Linked DNA regions of Mus musculus: region 1 is linked to region 2. A link is a contact called in public HiChIP or PLAC-seq data. All regions are on one chromosome and are shown on one strand. Each heading gives the region's core, a stretch centred on a gene start, on an enhancer-like site or on the middle of the called end of the contact. The rest is flanking DNA. Distances are from core to core; before and after follow the strand shown. Region 1 overlaps Kcnn3 (potassium intermediate/small conductance calcium-activated channel, subfamily N, member 3). Region 2 holds the start of Cks1b (CDC28 protein kinase 1b).

Region 1 (2,700 bases), core at 62-2,561, 250 kb before region 2:
TCTCACTTTACACACATGCCCCTAGGGCTTCTTGTGTTCTCACAGTGTTTCATTTTGAGATGATGTCAGGTAAGGTAGAAGGGACCACAGGAGCCACTCTCTACCTTTCTCCTCCCAACCTAGCAGTGTTAGGCACTGATCCTTCCACACTCCTACATCTCCGGCTGGAACCTGCTGCTGGCTGAAGATGCTTCGGCCCCAGACAATAGTTGCATTCACTATGGTGGCACTGGGCACGCTTGTCTCCTCCTCCCCCCCCCCCCCCCGCTCCCCCACACACACAGACACCTGGGAACATGGGTTCCATCAGCACACAGCTTATTTGGCTGGATGAAACCTCTTCAAAAGCTGTTGTTTTTAAAAGGACGTTTATCTCTCCAGTGTGGAGTTGGCATACATTTAAATCAGGCCACATGCATGTCCAGGGCACTGTGAAGGAGGGACCTGCATCTTCAATGAAGGTCAAAATGTGGCCAATACCCTCTAACGTCCTCAACTAAACACACCCCATGCATCATCTCAATGCAGAATTACTGTGTGCAGGGGGAGGTACCAGGTCCCTTTCATTTGGGCTCAACTCAAACAGAAAATGACCTGGATTGAACATCTGTGTGTGTATATGATGGATAGTATTATTGGATGGAAAATCTGGCTTTTTATTTGTCTACGTCACCACCCTCCCCAAGTCTAATTTGGGTATGTCCGTTTTGGAAAATTCTGGGCGGCTCTCTTTTATTTTTTACCACCCAGAGGCTTCCTTAGACAAAAGGACAGGACAGGTGAGCTGAGGTCCCAAGGCAGCCAGGAACCCACTCCCCAAACCTAATACCACCCTTGCTCAGCACACCCCACTTTGGCTGGCTTCCCTCTCAGCTGCTTCAGAGTGGCTGCCCCTCCCCACCTCCCTGTGAAAACCTGAGATTGAGCAGGGATTTCTGTTCTCCGCCAACTCTGCAGCAAGGGCCCTGACAGAGGCGTTGCTTCCCGTCACCTCGTCTTCCAGCTCCCAAGTAGAGGCACCTAAACAGAGATTAGATTTCTGGTTTCAAGGCATATCGAACAAAGCACGCTGAAAGGACATGAGTCAGCTCATCCGTTCCATCTCTCTTCGTTCTGTTCCCTGGTCTGCAACTTCCTTGACAGCAAAGCGACCAGGAGAGAGTTGATTTGCATCTTAAGACCTATGGGTAATGCTTCTGGAGTGGGGAGTTTTATTTAGCAACTGCTTGAACTTGTGTATGGGGTTGGGAAAGAGGTGGAGCTGATCCCGATAGGGCTGTCAGAGGGAGGGGCGTGGCTAGTTCCCACGGCCACACTGATGCCCCGGGCCTCCACGAAGGCAGTGAGCAGCTGCTGCTGCTGCTGGCGCAGGGTATCTGCGATGAGCAGGGGCAGGGAATTGAAACTGGCTGTGAGGTGCTCCAGCTTGGACTCCAGGCTGCCAATCTGCTTTTCTAGATCTTCACTCCGGTCATTGAGCTCCGTGATTAAGTCATACATGACGTTCTGCATCTGGGAGAGACAGAGGGGGAGGCAGGAAGAAGACCATCACCACAGAGGACTCTGTTGTGGGAAGATGAAATGCCCTCCACCCTGCAGCTGGAGCCACCTCCGCCCAGCTTCCTCCCGTGTCACCAAAGGAGAATTCCAGGACTTCCCAGGTGATGGACAGGCTGGGGTGGGCACCCCTTTTTTTTTCTAAAAGGAATGGATATCGAGGATCAATTTTATAATTTGTTTTGTTTTGTTCTTTTGATACAGGGTTTCACTACATACTTGTGGGTGTCCTGGAACTCAGTATTGTAGACCCAGCTGGCCTTGAACTCACCGAGATCTGTTTCTGCTTTCTGAGTGCTGGGGACTAAGGATATACATCACCACGCCCAATTTAGTTATCTATTTTAAATAAAAAATATGCATGGAAGAAAAGAAACACGTCCCTTTCTTAAATTGAATATGGCTCTACATGGTTGTCAATTCACACAGAGTGCTGCCGTCTAATGATTCAAGAGGAGACACTGAGGTGAGAATGGCCAAGGCTGTAGACTCCTAATTAACAAGTCAAGGTTCAAGTGCAAGTTCAGCTCACTAGTAGGCCACTTAACCTCTCCTACCCTGACCTCCTTATAAAATCAGAGTTAATAACTACACATAGTTATGAGATTGCATCCCCACCCCCTTTCTATGCAGCAGTCAGAATATAAAATGTCATTAATGCCTCAGGCATGATCCTGGACCACAAGGGGTTGCCCTGCTGACGAGCCACCCGTCTGCTCCTTGGCTCCAGAGGAGGTAGAGAAGCCCTGGAGCAGGTTGCTTCTTTTAAGGGCTGTCTGACCTGGCTGAGGTTTTGGTTGGGCAGACGACACTTGACTCCTCAGAGCAGGCCCGCCTCCCATGCTGCCTGGCAAAGGCTGCATTGAGGGTGCTCCTGATGGCCTCCTGTCTCCAACACTGTCACACACTGCTCTTGGGTCCCACTTGTTATCAGAGCTCCCTGCACAGACACCCCGTGATTCCTATGCTGATTGCAGAAGCCTAGACTATACACGGCAGACAATCAACAAGCACCGGGAATGCTGGCTCTCAAGTCTCACACCCAGAGAGAGGAAAGGGGGTTCTGATGCCCGTGCCCATGTGGTGTGGTGTGGTGTGGTGTGTGTGTGGTGTGGTGTGGTGTGTGTATGAAATTACCCTAAT
Region 2 (2,700 bases), core at 44-2,543:
AAAACTTTGACTCCCGTTAGGCTCACACAAACCAATGCTTAGTCCAATCCAGGCATGGGAAGGTGCCATCTATGGCTGTCTTTGGGATGGGGTCTCAAAGGAGTCAAGAGTCTCCTTTCCTTCATCCACTCTCCAGCTGTAAACGAAATTCAGTCCCTTCGACTTAATTCACTCTCGAAGGTTACGGGGGTGGGCGAAGAGGGGAGAGGGGCGACGCTGCTAATAAGCTCACTCCTTACAACCACAAATTTCAACCCCCCACCTTATGGAGCACCAGAGCTCAGGAGAATTAAGCCCAAAGCTTAAAACAAGGAGAGGGATATAGAAGCGGATGAAACGTCAGGCATTTAAGACCTGGGTTTTGCGGCACTGACCCAAGCCCAAGAGGAAGGAGAATCCTGAGGGGACAAGGTCCCTAAACAGGGAGTACGGCACATTCCCAGGATCGGACGTGGACAGTGGAAGGGGCGGGTCCCAAAGGGGCGGGGTCCCAAAGAGGCGTCACTTCTACAAAGTCACATCGGTCTTTCAAAAGCACGGTTTTCCCTCTTTTGGAAGCCAGGCAATGGATAGACTGGGTTCAACCGAGAATCCTGAAGAGGCAGACTCAGAGAGAGAACAAGGAAGACTAATCATATGGTGCTGGGAAACACGTCTGGGGGTGCGATTCCCAGGAAAGTAAGACCACAGGGTGTGGTCGCGATCATAAGAGACAAGTCGGGGTTCAGGGAGCCCCTTGAAGTAGGAAGGTGGGACTTCCGGAGAGGGGTCTCGGGGGCGGGACTTATACAGCAAGACCGGAAGTAGGGTCCTGGGAGAGGGGTTCCGGGGTGGAAGAGGAGTTGGTCGCCACAGAAAGAAAGTCTAGACTTACCAGGGTCTCATGGAGTCTCCGCACCGCACCGCGGGCCGATCTGGTTCCGGATCACGCAACTGTCTGCTTAAGTCACCGCCCCAACTTTCACCCCAGCCTGGGCCTCCCCAGACAAACTTTATTACACTCACTTCCGGCCTCACTAACCCCTGACCCCCTACCTCGCTGTCCCTCCTTTACCCGTCTGCTTTCCAAAGTTGGCCAATGGCTGCGCCAGCAGGCTCAAGGGGCGCAGTGAGAGCCAATGAGAATCCTAGTTTGACCCAGCTCATTCTTCAGAAACCTGAGCACAGCACTCCATTTACGACTTGAAGAGACGCCAAAGCAAGCCAATCGAGGACTTCAAAATGGAGCTGTCCCGCCTTCGGCCGCAGAGACCAATAGGAAGTGCGGGCGGTGTGTTTGAAAGCGAGGCCAAAGAGGGTGGGAGCGCGTGCTGCTGGGAGTTGTCTGGAGGCCTGCGGCGCGGGGCTGAGCGCCCTCGGACAGAGCAATCATGTCCCACAAACAAATCTACTATTCGGACAAATACGACGACGAGGAGTTCGAATACCGGTTAGTGCCGGCGCGGGGACTACAGACAAAAGAGAGCACGCGAGGAGTTAGTTACCTAGGCCGGAGTGGGAGGCGGGGGATGGGGGCGGGGGACAGTGTAGAACGGGCGCGTGCGCAAGGAATTACCGGGGAGTGGGGTGGGGGTGGGATTGGGTACAGCAGCAAAGCACATGCGCAAAAGGTGGACGGAGGATGTAAAACAATGAAAGGGAACTTAGAGTTGGCCGGCTGTTAAATTGAAGCGTCTTGTAGCTCTGATCAGTTTTACCTCTGGGAATTCACATCACTAAAGCAACTTTGTTGTGGCGATTTCCCTAATAGGAACTGCTCGCGTTACTGAAATCTCAAAGTCTGCTGGGAGAAAGAAGGTAGCCCGTGCAGAACTGAAAGTTTCATGCTCTTGATGAAAGGACGGTTCTAAGAGAGCCTCAGTGTTGGTGGTTTTTAGTTTATAAAAAAGATGAGTAGTTGTCAGCCTTGTTTTAGATAGGCTTTTACAGGACTTGGAGTGGCATGAAGACTGTGGCCGTGGGTAGATACCTTTCAAATACTTGATCATTCATGGCGCGCATAGAGGTTTCAAGTGTTTTCTGTTAAGGTGCAAGATAAGCTGGTACGGTAGCTCACATCTTTAATCTCAGCATTCTGGAAGCTGAGGCTGCAGGATTGTCATAGGGTCCAGCCCAGATCACACTACAGATGGAACCTTGTCTCAAGTGTAAAGTACTCAGCTGTTTTCCACGTCTGTAACAATGTTACACTTACAGCATTTGCATGGCTGGAGAAATGAGTGGCTTCATCTCTGGGAAGCTGTAACTCCAGCTTAGCCTTGGCATTTTTGTTTAAAGGAGGGGTTTGTTTGGGTTTCTTTTTTTTTTTTCTTTTTTTTCTTTTTTTTCTTTTTTTTTTTTTTTTTTTGGTTCTGTGTATCGAAGTCACAGTTAGAATGGAAGCTCTTTTCTGACATTTGGACAACAATGGGGTGGGGCTCTTGTTATTATCACAAAGGAAGAAGCATTTAGTACATCTTCACTGAGCATGATAAAGTAAATCTACTTGGGGTAGCCTGAGTCAAGTCAGGTAATTTTTTGCCATAAACTTATGTTTGGGAAAGCTTGGGATTTTCCAAGTATCATAGCACATCCCTTAGAAGTATGAACATTTGCATGTTTGTCTTCATACCTGTTCCGTAAAAGGCCTTTCCACACAGTCCTAGAGTAGGTAACCAGCTAGAGGCCTGTGAGGCCTGTGATCAAAGGAGAAACAAATAT

The links. HiChIP or PLAC-seq counts read pairs in DNA pulled down with a chosen protein or histone mark.
Region 1: an H3K4me3 HiChIP or PLAC-seq map of the SCID.adh cell line shows a contact between it and region 2, with 13 read pairs. The contact joins the enhancer-like site here to the promoter of Cks1b in region 2. A contact is called at or near these places in 3 of 39 promoter capture datasets (cranial neural crest, hippocampal neurons and neural stem cells), 2 of 115 datasets of contacts at active chromatin or transcription factors (the SCID.adh cell line and embryonic forebrain) and 1 of 9 other capture datasets (adipose tissue).

The regions. Positions count from the first base shown.
Region 1 is chr3:89,665,897-89,668,596 of GRCm38.p6, reverse strand. It overlaps Kcnn3 (potassium intermediate/small conductance calcium-activated channel, subfamily N, member 3), which reads right to left. Exons shown (of 8, transcript NM_080466.2): 8 at 1-1,512. The coding sequence ends at 1,216. Among named protein-coding and RNA genes, the nearest start is that of Adar, 63 kb to the left of the region's middle. Within about 2 kb of position 1,311, at least 10 of the 459 cell types and tissues checked have an H3K27ac peak or open chromatin away from gene starts, as enhancers often do. A contact at or near this core is called in the SCID.adh cell line, where this site is marked.
Region 2 is chr3:89,416,884-89,419,583 of GRCm38.p6, reverse strand. It overlaps Cks1b (CDC28 protein kinase 1b), which reads left to right and starts at 1,293. Exons shown (of 3, transcript NM_016904.1): 1 at 1,293-1,429. The coding sequence starts at 1,371. It also overlaps a transcript of Shc1 not described here.